2 separate regions of the Macaca mulatta genome follow, and region 1 is linked to region 2. The links are chromatin contacts, called in public Hi-C maps. All regions are on one chromosome and are shown on one strand. Each heading gives the region's core, a stretch centred on a gene start, on an enhancer-like site or on the middle of the called end of the contact. The rest is flanking DNA. Distances are from core to core; before and after follow the strand shown. Region 1 holds the start of TMCO6 (transmembrane and coiled-coil domains 6). Region 2 holds the start of SRA1 (steroid receptor RNA activator 1).

Region 1 (6,758 bases), core at 341-2,840, 69 kb after region 2:
TCTATTGATCTCAGGTCTTTAGAGAAACTCAACCAATTGTCAACCAGAAAAATTTAAAACCTACCTATAAGCTGGAAGCCCCCCCACCGCCTCACTTTGAGTTGTCCCGCCTTTGTGTTGTCCCACAAACCAATGTCTTTCTTTCTTTCTCTCCCTCCCATCCCCTCCCTTCCCTTCCTTCTTTCCTCCTTTCCTTCTTTCTTTCCTTCTTTCTGTTAGGAACAACACCCAAAATCCTAAGGGAAATTGAACACTCGAACAAAGGATTCTTAGCAAAGCAATTTTACTTCTGTGCAGAGGGGTGTCTGTTTGGCCAGTCGCCATGAGAGCACACCTGAACAAAGGGGCACGAGAGCCTTTATTCCTGACGCAAGTCCTGCGGGTCATACAATCTAAACTAATCCCGGTTGGCTAAACACTTGAATTTTTTAGATAAGGTGGACACTTAAAAGAAAGTGGAGAGGAAGGGGAAGGGGTGCCTGTAATGAACTACAAAGTTAGTCCTCTTTCCAAATAAAGAAAGGAATGTGAGCTGGTACAGATAACGCCTAGTACTGTGGCGTGCCTGGGCATCTAATGAAGGCAAAAAGGAAAAAAAAAGGAGAAAAGGGGGAAAAAAGGTGTGTGTGGGGGGTACTATGAATTAAAGAATAAAAGACTGATCTAATTATTTGAAGAGAAACCTCATCATATCCCACATTTCTTTCTTTCTTTTTCTTTTTTTTGAGACGGAGTTTCGCTCTTGTAGCCCAGGCTGGCGTGCAATGGCGCGATCTCGGCCCACTGCAACCTCCGCCTCACGGATTCAAACCATTCTCCTGTCTCAGGCTCCGGAGTAGCTGGGATTACAGGTACCCACCACTACGGCTAATTTTTGTATTTTTAGTAGAGATGGGCTTTCACCATGTTGGCCAGGCCGGTCTCAAACTCCTGACCTAAATTGATCCATCCGCCTCGGCCTCCCAAAGTGCTAGGATTACAGGCGTGAGCCACAACGCGCGGCCCAACCAGTGTATTTCTTGAATGATTTGGATTGAAGTCTCATATCTCCCTAAAATATGTAAAACCAAGCTGTACTGGACCACCTTGGGCACATGTTCTCAGGACCTCCCGAGGGCTGTGTCACGGGCCATGGTCACTCATATTTGGCTCAGAATAAGTCTCTTCAAATATTTTACAGAGTTTGACTCTTCGTTGACAATTCAATGACGCTTCAAGCGTTTCTGGCAGCTCTTATCAGTGGGATCCGCATTAATGGTGAAATGGCATGGTGGCGCTTCCCGAAGTTCAGGGTTGTTTTGAACGTTCATCTAGAGCGCATTGTGGGTGGGGAAGTTGTGTTTGCTGAGTAGATTGTGACACCGCTGGCTTGGGGCACTTGAGGTAAGGGATGAGTGACTTCTTTTCCTAAAATTGATAAGACAAATCAATCAGAGGCGGAGCGCCGCCTCTGGCTCTGGTCTGGTGGTGCAGCGTCTCTAGCCCTCACCCCGCCCACCGTCCCCGCGCAGCGTCCGCTCGCCGAGCCCCGCCCTCACCCAGCACCCACTCCGCTCCTGGCGACTTCCCCGCCTGGGCCTTCCCTGTGCTGAGTCTGCGCAGTCGGTGCCATCGTCTACGCCCCTGGGAGCGTTGTGGCCGCTGTTTCCTGCGGCGTTCCTCCTCCTGCTCTACCATGTGGAGCCGACGGCAGGGCCACCTTAGGCCCACAGTCTGCGGGGTGGAGGAGCTACGGCGCCGCCGGCGGGAGCAGGAGGCAGGTGTGGGCGGCCGAGGGAGCGCGGGGGCATATAGCGATCGGAGATAGGTTGAGACTTCAGGCTTGGAGCCGCGGGATCTGGGTTCCGGTCGTCCTTCCCACGCTCAGCCCGCTCCTCTGCCCCCAGCACTGCGGAAGGCGCGGAGGGAGCAGCAGCTGGTCAGCAAGAGGCTGCTGAGAGAAGACGCCCCAGAGGAAGCTGGAGAGGGATGTGTGGCTGCGATCCTCGGGGAGGCCGAGGTGAGGGGGCAAGGCAGGGTGCGCTGGAGTCCACGCCACTGGCGCCAGACTCCCGGGAGTACTCGAGGTCTGCCCCAAACCTGAACGCAATCCACTCTACACTTCCATGCATTCAGTGGGTCAAGCCAGAAACAGGGGAATCATCCTGCACAACTCTTTGACCCTCAACCCCATATCATTCCATCATCAAGTCCTAGTTGTGTACCTCCTGAAGAGCTTTGGAGTCTTTACATGCTTCACCATCGAAGCTGCCACCACTACCTCTCTGGATACTACTGCAGTCTCCTAAAAGGTCACCCTGCATCTATGCTTGTCGCCGTCAATACGTCCTTTAAAAACACATGGAGACCAAAATCTTTCCTGTGTCCTGCAAATCATAGCATGGTCTAGCCTCTTCCTAACTCTAATTTTATCAGTTTTCTCATCCTAGCCACTGTCCCCTTTTCAGTTCCTGCAACGATATATCGGACCCTTGTGTCTCAAGCCCTTGGCATTCGCTACGTCTGATGTGGGTTTCTTTTGGTATTCTGTCTTGAGAACCTTCTTTTTGTTTTGTTTTGTTTTTTTGAGACAGAGTCTCGCTGTGTCGCCAGGCTGGAGTGCAGTGGCATGATCTCGGCTCACTGCAACATCCGCCTCCCGGGTTCAAGCGATTCTCCTGCCTCAGCCTCCTGAGTAGCTGGGATTACAGGCTCGCGCCACCATGCCCGGCTAATTTTTGTATTTTTAGTAGAGGCGGGGTTTCACCATGTTTGTCAGGCTGGTCTCGAACACCTGATCTCGTGATCCACCCGCCTCGGACTCCCAAAGTGCTGGGATTACAGGCGTGAGCCACTGTGCCCGGCCACCTACTTGTTTCTTGTAAAATATTAATCATTATCTAATGGCTTGTTTATTGTTCTTTCTCCAACTAGACTTTAATTGCAGGAAAACCTAGATCCTGTGTTATTTGTTATCATTGAAAACCCGGTTGCCCGCACATTATCTGGCATATAGTTAAGTGCTTAGTATTTATTGAATGAGTGAATGAAAGGATTTATTCAGCAAGCATTGAGTATCCCCTATATTTGTATTATGTTTACATACATAGTTTATCGTACATACTATGTTGACATATATTTTGTCAACTTATTTCTAGGTTGTACTATTCCATTGTGTGCTTACTTTATGCCAGGACACTGTGCTGGTCACTGAGGTACATAAAGATGAAGTCCCTTTCTTTGAGGTGCTCACAGCCCAGTGAAGAAGACATGTCATAAGGGAAGGAAACATGAGGAACAAAAGAAACTCCTAAGTCTCTCAAAAAGAGCTAACTTCCCAGAGAGAATGAGGAGCAGAAATCTGAAAAGAGTGGGAAGCTGGAGAGGGTATCCAGGCAGAAGGAATAGCATGTGCAAAAGCTCGGAAGTGTTAAAAAAAAAAAAAAAAAAAAAAAGGCTAATGTTGTGCTAGTTGTTGTTAGAGTGTAGGTTGCATGGGGAGAATGGCTGGAGGAGTAGGTTTTGCCAGGCTGAGAGTTTTAAATATCCTTGAAAGAACCTTGTATGAAGGCAGGGTAGATATTGTTATTCTCATTTTCAGGTGAGGAAACTTAGGTTCAGGTCCCATGTGGAGTGAGTGGCAGGTATGGTATTAGAACTCAGTTCTGATTCTCTGTCCACTCCACTGCAAGGTAGATGCTTATTAGTTGCATTAGTGTGAATGACAAGTTCTGGAGGTGGTATGATATTGGAAGGCTCACAGGTGAAGTGGGCAGAGAGAAACTTAGAACTTGCTTTCTGGGAACTATGTGTTCTCCTTTCCCTGCCCTGAACTCCAGGTGCAGCAGTTCCTGCGGCAAGCCCAGCGGGGTACAGAAGAAAAGGAGAGAGAGGGGGCTCTGGTTAGCCTTCGTCGAGGCTTGCAGCACCCTGAAACACAGCAAACCTTCATCCAGTCAGTGTGGGTGGTGTGGGGGAGGGGGGAGCTGGGGCTTTGAGGGATGGGCCACAAGCTAAGCAGGGCTCTGGTACTCATTCACGTAGGCTGGAGGGCAGCATGCGGACCCTGGTCGGGCTCCTGACCAGCAACCAGGCTCTGCTGCAGCTTGAGGCGGCTCGGTGCCTGCATGAGCTTTCTCACTCTGAGCAGTCCACCATTGCTGAGGCCTGCCTGCCAGCTACTTCCTACCTCCTCACCTACCTCTCCGGTCACAGCTCAGACTTCATAGTAAGCCCTGTCCCTTCCTATCTTGTTCTTGGTTTAGATTTTAAAATTGTGCTTTTGGGACCAGTTTGAGCTGGCAAGTAGGAGGAAGAAAACATATTTGCCCTTATGCCTACAGCCATGCCTACACCCATCATCTCCCCACCCTCTTGTGAGCGTCAAGGATAGCTGCTCCAGTGTCCCCATCACCTCCCCTCCCCATCTCCCCACACCCAGCCTGGCATGAAACAGGCCAAGCCCAGTGCTTTTGTTGCCTGTTCTCAGGAGCTGTGTCTGTATACACTGGGTAACCTGATCGTGGAGAGTGAGGCTGTGAGAAGGCAGCTCCTGCCACAGGGCATTGTTCCAGCCTTGGCTGCCTGCATTCAGGTGACTCCTTTCTTCCTCCCTGGGCAACCCTTCCTTTGCTCCTTCCCACATGCTCCATCTACTTTGGTTAGGTAGCTGCAGCTTCTGCTCTGTGCCAAGGGGCTGAAAGTCTCTGAAGACCTTATGACCCAGCTTCCAGTCAGATCCTTACCCTGTCTACTTTCAGTCCCCCCATGTGGCTGTGCTGGAAGCTCTTGGATATGCCTTGTCCCAGCTTCTACAGGCTAAGGAAGCTCCAGAGAAGATCATTCCGTGAGTAAAATTGTCTTTTGATGTGCAGCCAGAGGTGACCCACTCAGTAGTAGTATAGCTCCCGGATGCCTGAATGATTTCCAAAGCTGTTGCATATTTTAACTTCATATGTCTGGCTAGGAAGGGCTTTGGGTTTGGACACTTTCCCATCTGGGCAGGGCTTTGGGTCTGGACACTTTCCTACCTGCTATCAGGGTTTGGTAAGAGCCACTGGCATCTTCGTGGCCTACTCACAGCCCTGCTTCTGCCAGCAGCTCCATCTTGGCCTCCACTCTCCCTCAGCACATGCTACAAATGTTGCAACCTGGCCCAAAGCTGAACCCTGGGGTCGCTGTGGAGTTTGCCTGGTGCCTTCATTACATCATCTGCAGGTAACATGGGGCAATTGGGAAAGTACCACAGATCTTCCCTGGGGCTCCCTTTCATGACATTCAACTCTTTGAACTTGGGTCTGGAATTGCTACAGTGAGTTTTCCTCCCTCCACTCTCCTCTCTTTTTGGAGCCCAGGAGACCCACAGACCTTAGCTGTTTTTTTTTTTTTTTGAGACAGAGTCTTGCTCTGTCACCCAGGCTGGATGGAGTGCAGTGGTGCAATCTCAGCTCACCGCAACCTCTGCCTCCCGGGTTCAAGCGATTCTCCTGCCTCAGCCTCCTGAGTAGCTGGGACTATAGATGCGTGCCACCATGCCTGGCTAATTTTTGTATTTCTAATAGAGACAGGGTTTCGCCATGTTGGCCAGGCTGGTCTCGGCCTCCCAAAGTGCTGGGATTACAGGCATGAGCCACAACGCCGAACCGCTTCACTTCTTAAAGGTGGAATTGACTATATACATAGTGACTGCTTGCTTCCTGTTTCCCAGCCAGGTCAGCAATCCTCTGCTCATTGGCCATGGGGCTCTGTCTACTCTGGGGTTGCTGCTGTTGGACTTGGCTGGGGCTGTCCAGAGAACTGAGGATGCAGGACTGGAGCTGGTAGGTGAAGAGGTCAGGTGAAATTCTGGGAGATGTTTCCTGATACTCCAGAATGCAGGTAACCTCTTCCTTCTTACACCTGACCCCCCAATATGTCTTTGCAGCTGGCATGCCCCGTGCTTCGATGTCTAAGCAACCTGCTAACTGAGGCAGCAGTGGAGACTGTGGGAGGGCAAATGCAGCTCAGAGATGAGCGTGTTGTGGCAGCCTTATTTATCCTTCTGCAGTTCTTTTTCCAGAAACAGCCCAGTCTACTCCCTGAGGGCCTCTGGCTCCTCAACAACCTCACTGGTACGCACCATAGTCTGCCCAGGCCTGGACATTTGGATAATGGGGATATTTCCCCATGGCCTAGGCTGAGGTGGGTAGTATTGGCAGGGGTGGTGGGGGAAAGCAGTTTTTCACCCTGGTACTTCTCTTCCAGCAAACAGTCCTAGTTTCTGTACCTCCTTGCTCTCCCTGGATCTGATTGAGCCCCTCTTGCAGCTGTTGCCAGTATCTAATGTGGTGAGCGTAATGGTATGTATTGGGGTCACTTGAATCCAAGATCTGGTAGTCGGATTGTATGGGACAGCAGTTCTGAGCCCTCAGATGTACCCTTAGTTGAGAGCCAGCAGGTGGTGGTGTGTGGCCTCAGGGCCCAACCAGTCTAGGTATGTGTCCCTTAAACTGGATTATTTATCCTTGGACAAATCACCTAACCACCTTAAGCTTCAGCCTCCTCACTTATAATTGGGGATAATCTTGCATCATAGGGTAGTTGTAGGAGTATGAGAACATGCATGTAGAAGAGCTTGGCATGGTGCCTAGGCATGTGGCCACCATGTCATATATTTTAGCTATTGTTATGATCTTTGTTTCATTCTTTGTAGACTATATATGTATCTATCTGCAGGTGCTCACAGTTTTGTGCAATGTTGCAGAGAAGGGTCCTGCTTACTGCCAGCGGCTGTGGCCAGG
Region 2 (6,817 bases), core at 1,801-4,300:
TTGAAAAGTAGAAGTCATTAAACGGGAACTGTCTCATCTTCCCACCACTAGTCCTCCTAACCCACCTGCATCTGTGGCCACTTTTCTTCCTCTTGTAATAGATGAAAACGTTCCTGCTCCTATCAAAAGCCATCTTTCCAGCTGTACTCTGCATCCTAGCCTCTCTTGTCTTCTCTAGACTTCCCTACTGTAAGTATCTTCTCTTGCATCATCAGTTCTCCCTCTCTACTGAATCATCCCATTAGCGTACAAACATGCTCTAGTATATTACTATCAAAACACTCCCTTCACGTTCCATTTTCAGATACTGTCTCATTTCTTATCTCCACAGAATTTGAGTGAACTGTTTATAGTCACTCTCCCTACTTTTCACATTCTCTCCTCAGCCCATTCCAGCTGAGTTTCTGTTCTCACTAATGCAGGCTGCTTTTGTTATGATCACTAGTGACTGCTATGCTTGTCAAATCTAGTGGTTCCTTTTTTTCTTTTTTTTTTTTTTTTTTTTTTGAGATGGAGTCCCAGGCTGGAGTGCAATGGTGTGATCTCAGCTCACTGCAGCCTCCACCTCCCAGGTTCAAATGATTCTCCTGCCTCAGCCTCCTGAGTAGCTGGGATTACAGGTACCCGCCACTATACCTGGCTACTTTTTGTATTTTTAGTAGAGAGGGGGTTTTACCATGTTGGCCAGGCTGGTCTTGAACTCCTGACCTCGTGATCCACCTGCCTCAGCCTCCAAAGTGCTGGGATTACAGGTGTGAGCCACTGCACCTGGCCCCTTGTCTCTATCTTGATGTCTCAGTAGCATTCATCACTACTGATTCATGTCTTTACACTCTCCTATTTTTTTATTTTGGTTTTGGTTTTGTCACAGAATCTCGCTCTGTCGCCCAGGCTGGAGTGCAGTGGCGTGATGTCGGCTGACCGCAACCTCCACCTCCCAGGTTCAAGCGTTTCTCCTGCCTCACCCTCCCAAGTAGCTGGTATTACAGGCCCCGCTAATTTTTATATTTTTAGTAGAGACAGGGTTTCGCCATGTTGGCCAGGCTGGTCTTGAACTTCTTATCTCAGGTGATCTGCCCGCCCGCCTTGGCCTCCCAAAGTGCTGGGATTACAGGCGTGACTCACTGCGCCTGGCCTCTTCTATTTTCTTCTTTGGCCACTTCCCAATCTCCTTTGATGATTCCTTCTCAACCTTGAAATGCTAGAGTGCCCTACGGCTCTGTCCCTGGCCTCATTCAAGTGCATAACATCAAATACCATCCTTGTAATGGTGACTTATTTCTCTAATTCTGGCTTAGACTTTTCCCGAAAAATAACAGCCTAAATTTCACATGGGCCCCCCAAAAAAACTCCCCCTCCCCAAAACCACTATCCCCCAGTCTTCCTATATCAAGCAAAAAATTTTAGTTATATGGATTCCTCCTAATCTACTCATTCCTACTGAACTTCTCCATCTCATATCCATCTAACTCCTAGTACCCTTATGCAAATCATTAAATCTTGCCTATATTACCATAATAGCTGTAATTTGTCTTTCCACTCCCCTAAAATCTTGTTTTCACACAGCAGACCATGATCTTTTCAAAATGTCAATCAGTCCCTGGTTCTCAAGCTAGGAAGATAGTGCCCACAGGGCAAATGTCTGGAAACACTTTTGGCTATCACAACTGGGTGGATGCTACTGGCATCTATTGGATAGAAGTCAGAGTTGCTGATAAACACACAGGAAAGTCCCTCACAAAGAATTATCTGGCCACAACCTATCAATACTGCTGAGTTTAAGAAACCAAGCCTTGTATCATTCTTCTTCTACAGCAAAAAGGGTGTGGAGAATGGAGGGCCACTGAAAGAACCAAACCTGAGCCCCTTTATGGAGGCCACAGCACAGCCCATTTAATGGCCTGGAAAATTCTCAGGGGGAAAGTTGGCTCTCCTCTACTTTAAACTTTTCAATGGCTTCCAACTTTATGTAGACTAAAATACAAACTCCTTATCCTGGTTTACAAAGCCCACTATCCTGGTTTACAAAGTGGCTGTAGCCAGTCACTCTGTATTTCATCAGTCTCTGAATTGGCCAAACTTATTCCTTTTGCAGCTGTTTCTTTTGCTTGGAATGCTTTTTGTGTGGCTTAAATATCAGCCCCTCAGACACCTCGTTACCCAGTCATATTACATCACCGCTTATTTTTCTGTAGCACCCTCACCACTATTTAATCTTTCAGCCCATCTCCAGCGCTGCAACATGGACTCCCTGAAAGCAGAGATCTTTTTTCTCACTGCTGTCTAGTTGGCCCTTAAACAGTGCCTGACTTATAGTAAGTGCTCAGTAAATAATAGTGATTAAATGAATGAAAAACTGTGAAGTCTGATGATTATCATATACCTAAGTGAAGACAGAATGGACAAATGAATATGCCACTATGAGGTTCTGGGAAGAGGTATAGGTTAACAAAGATAGATAACTTGAGGATTAAAACTATATTAAAAGCCACGGGTCTGGATGAGATCACCTAGGATGAAAAAATAGAGTCTTTTTAAATCAATACACCATTTATTAACCTGAGCAGCAGAGAAGGGGCTCGGAAAAGCACCTGCCCTGAGACCTTTACTGGAGCCCCATAACCTCTCTCCATAAGGAGCCCTCGGGGAAGAGAAAAAAGCCTTCCAGACAGGCTTATCTCTTACACCCCCCTCCCCATTCCCCGTCGGTCTCCGAGCACAGGGGCCCCACGCACCTCTGGGGGATCCATCCTGGGGTGCGGCGACCCTCTTGGTGAGCAGCGAGCGCCTGTGTCCGCTGGCCTGGGTCTGCAGCCCGTATGAGAACTGCGGCGGGTCGTTCCAGCCGCGCTCCTTGTTGCCTGCGGAGGCGAGGGATGTGTGAAGCGAGCCCGGAACTCCACTGATAGTTCATATTGGGGCTGGGGGAGACAGAGGGTCCAGACTCCGCGCCGCAACCGCCCCCAGCCTAGGCCGGGGCGAGGACCTAGTGCCCTAGCCAGTCGGCCGCGCTCACCCGGCTTCACGTACAGCTCAGCCATCTCCACTTCCGCTTGGCCAGCGGGGCAGCGCGTCATTTCCGGGACGGCCGCTCACAGTTGAGCCGCGTCCCAGGCCAGGCGGGTTGCCGGGAACCCTGGAGGATGGATGCTCGTTCACAGCCGTCGGGAGCTGCTGTGGGGACCCTGCGGCAACTCCCTAAGACTCGAAGGCTCCATCTAATGAACCATCAGGGCCCGGTCACAAGGCACCAAAGGAGGTTGTTGTCCAGGAGCCAGCGCCCTAGGAGCCCTCATCCTCTCAGGAGCAAGTTCGAACAACCAGAAGCTCCTGCCCCACATACGCCCCGCTGCGATCTAGCCAGGTTGACTTCTACAGCCTCCTCTTGCATTGCCCTGCACAATCTCCACATTCACCTCAGGTAGCCTCACTAACTAGTACTCATCTTCCTTCAGTTCTCAGCTCAGATGTCAGTTCTTCAGGAGGCCTTCTGGAATGTCTCAGGCCAGGTTAAGTGTCTTACTTGAGCTCCCACAACCCTACAACCCTCTAAGATTTCCTAATTATATTACATCACATCTTCTGTCTTATTTGACTCTTGTTCATTTCCCTGACAGTCTCAGAAGGTGGGACCTTGCCTATTTTATTACATCCCCGGTGCCCAGCTTAGTGCGTGGCACAGGGAACTCCTTAGAAAATATGTTTGTTGAATGAATGAAGTCAGATCTCCATCACACCCATGCTGTCATGTGACTACAGAGAGCCACCAACATCAAGCACAGACACAAAGACGCTCATCTCACACAGGCTGTTAGCCCCCAGCCCTGTCCCAGGCCCAATATACTCACATCCAGTGAGGTCACTGAGGGATTTTTATTTGCACTGATTTTGCTATAAAGTGTTACTGAGGTAGAGCCAACTGTCCAGGGTTGGACAGGGGCAAGGAACACAAGGACCCAAGGAAAGGGAAGTCAGGGTCCTACATTGTGGTGCAGTGCCTTCCAGTCATCCATATAAACAATAAATTGGGCAATAAACAGACAGTGGACAAGGATCAGAGGGACAGGCAGAGAAGGCTTCAAGGGGTGACAGGCTATAGGCCTTGAGGAATAAAAGGGTACAGAGTTAGGCATGGACCCAGAGCCTCCTTCCCCAGCCTTCCCAGATAAGTTTAGGGCATGTGGAGCAGAGAGGGTTTCAGCCGGAAGGCATCAAGAAAAGAGAAGACACCCCGCTTTCGAGGGGTTGCCCCTGCACCGCCAACCCCTCCTTTGAGCAGGGGGAGGGGCAGGGGACCTCCTGGGGAATCCATGGAGCTGGTCCGCTTGAGCCGCAGGCGGGCACGGGCCTGGGCACCCCAGGCCTTGCCTCGAGCTGCAGAGGCCACAAGACACTTCTGGTACTGAACCTAGGGAGAAGGGGAATGTGAGGATCCAGCTACTTTCTGCCCCTAGACTCCCTGAAAGCTTCTGCTGGACAGGGAACTGGCCAAAGCTTCTGTCTGATAACAAGGTTGGTAGTCGGCCACATGTGGAGTTTCTAGAGCATTCCCAGGTAGCTCAATAACAAAATCATAAAACTGTATCAGACACTTAAGGAGGGCGAGCTGGACACTGCTAAGTGCTTTGTATAATTCAGTTATTTATGAGGGGTTATTATCCCTGTTTTGCAAATGAGGAAATTGAGATTCAGAGAGTATATGACTTGCCCAAGGTCACAGAGCCAGAGAAAGGCAGAAATGGCATTCAAACCTAGTTCTCTGATTGCAGAGCCTGAACTCTTCATTACATGTACCACTATGTTGGCTCTTTTCCATCTCTCACTGGTGGGGACTAGTCCCTGCAAAGCAGATTCCCTAGTTGAGGGTAAGGGTGTACAACTCAAACTCCAGCCCCAATGCAACTCCTCCCAGTCATCTCATCTGAATGGCTCAAAGGCATCCTAATTGGCCTTCCTACCTCCTCTCATGTCCTCCAAATCTTTACCCATACTATAGCTTAAGTGATCATCCTAATACATAACCCTGACTTCACTGTGGGGCTTCAGTGATTCCTAGTGCCTCCAGATAAACTCATCACCCTGACCTATGAGGTCCCCCATAACCTGGCTTCTGTCATTCTCTCTGATCTCATCTCTTACTACATCCCCCTTGCATGCCAGATACACTAGATTCTTTCAGATACTCTCATCCACTAATATCTCTCACCTTCACAGCTAAGGTTCCCTGTGCTTGGTACACCTGCCCACTCCCCTTCACCTGGCTAACTTCCCTCTTGGACTGTCAGTTTTCTATCACCTCTTACAGGTAGCCTTCCTGACCCCTAAAGGGGCCACCTCTTCCATTAACCAGCGGTGTACAACTTATTTCTGGTCTATCTTGGCACTATCCTAAGTGTTTTGCGAAGGCAAGGGCTGTGCCCTCTATAACACTAAATTCTCAGGGTCAACTATGGTGCCTGGGACCCTGTAGGCACTCATATTTGTTGAATGAATGAGCAAACTGAACTAACAAAGTGTAAGCAACCCACAGTCAAATGCCCACAGATGCCAGGAAATAAACCTAAATGGGACAAACAGGAACAATGCCAACTCTTTAGGGCACAGCTTCTGCACAACTCTGGCTGCATGTTGACATTTACACGTGTGAACTGAGTGCCAGAGCTCTTGATATTTTAAGAAAAACAAGAATAGCGATTATTATGTGAAATGTCCTGGCCTTTAAGTATTGGCAACTAATTAAAACTTACTAAAAACATCATGAGGGCCAAAACATTAATGATGCAGAATCAGCCCAGGTTTGTGATCTCTAAAGAGGCTGCCGACCCTGAGCCCCAGTAAACAGCGGAGAGCAGCTGCAGGGCAATCCCACCCACCCATTCCCACCCATGACTCACCATACAGGCAGCCTGCACAGCTTCGGAGAGTCCCCCTGCATGGGGCTGGCACCAGAAGGCTGCGCACTGGAAGCTCTGACGGCCCAGGTCAGCGATGAGGCCAAAGGTGTGTGGGTCGCGGCCAACACCAATAAATGTCACAAGGCGCACAGGGCACTGCCACAATGGCTCCTCCTCTGTACTGGCCTCTGCCTGCCCACACCAGGCCTAGTCACTAGGGGGCCAAGCACTGGCCAGACCCACTGAACTTTTCCAGCAGCAAGCAGTGACCCCTCAGCATCCCTGCTCACCCCTCCAAAGCCCCCAACTTCACCCTCTTCTGATACCTGAATGGGGTGTGCAGTCATGAGAGAGTCAGACACACTGAGCATGGTTGGGACCCAGGCATTCCGGTCCCCCCTGGTGGTGAGGGTACCAATGGCCTCGTTCAGCACATCCATGCCTGGGGGAACATGCCCAGCGTGTCTCCCAGTTGTAAAAGAAAGAGTCTGCAGGGAGTGTCTAGCCCCCTCTCACTGACTTGGGATTCAGAGATAGGGAATAGGATAGTTGGGGCAAGGCTTAGAATTCTGAGTTGGGAAGGCTGGTAGATCCCAGGCGCCATAACAAGGCCATGGGAGGACTCTGAGAAATGGTAGTGGGCCCCACCTCACTCACCTTCCCCTTGCCTCACACAGCCCACCATATGCAGCCCCCTCAGTCCTCACCCATGGCTTTGGTGACTGGCAGTGTCCCCATGTACAGTGCTTCATACTTCTGAGCAGCTTGGCTTACTGCATCCAGCAGCTCGACTGAAATATACACACCAAGTCGGCCTAGCAGCTCTCTCAATTACCATTTTCCCCACCCTTCTGAATGGCCAGGACTCAGGTCAGAGCTGGTGCTGATAGAAGAAAAGGCTCATAGATGCTCCTCCAACTCGT

What was found. A called contact is a pair of places that touch in the nucleus more often than the background predicts.
Region 1: a Hi-C map of blood shows a contact between it and region 2, with 4 times the contacts expected there. The contact joins the promoter of TMCO6 here to the promoter of SRA1 in region 2. A contact is called at or near these places in 7 of 14 Hi-C or Micro-C datasets (CD4 T cells, blood, cortical neurons and 4 more).

The regions. Positions count from the first base shown.
Region 1 is chr6:149,480,607-149,487,364 of T2T-MMU8v2.0, forward strand. It overlaps TMCO6 (transmembrane and coiled-coil domains 6), which reads left to right and starts at 1,591. Exons shown (of 9, transcript XM_077937177.1): 1 at 1,591-1,756; 2 at 1,887-1,999; 3 at 4,740-4,825; 4 at 5,077-5,196; 5 at 5,687-5,798; 6 at 5,903-6,089; 7 at 6,223-6,317; 8 at 6,694-6,758. The coding sequence starts at 5,111.
Region 2 is chr6:149,410,633-149,417,449 of T2T-MMU8v2.0, forward strand. SRA1 (steroid receptor RNA activator 1) reads right to left here and starts at 3,051. Exons shown (of 3, transcript XM_077937179.1): 1 at 2,736-3,051. The coding sequence starts at 3,041. APBB3 (amyloid beta precursor protein binding family B member 3) reads right to left here. Exons shown (of 13, transcript NM_001266106.1): 10 at 6,602-6,685; 11 at 6,221-6,336; 12 at 5,895-6,086; 13 at 3,871-4,408. The coding sequence ends at 4,172.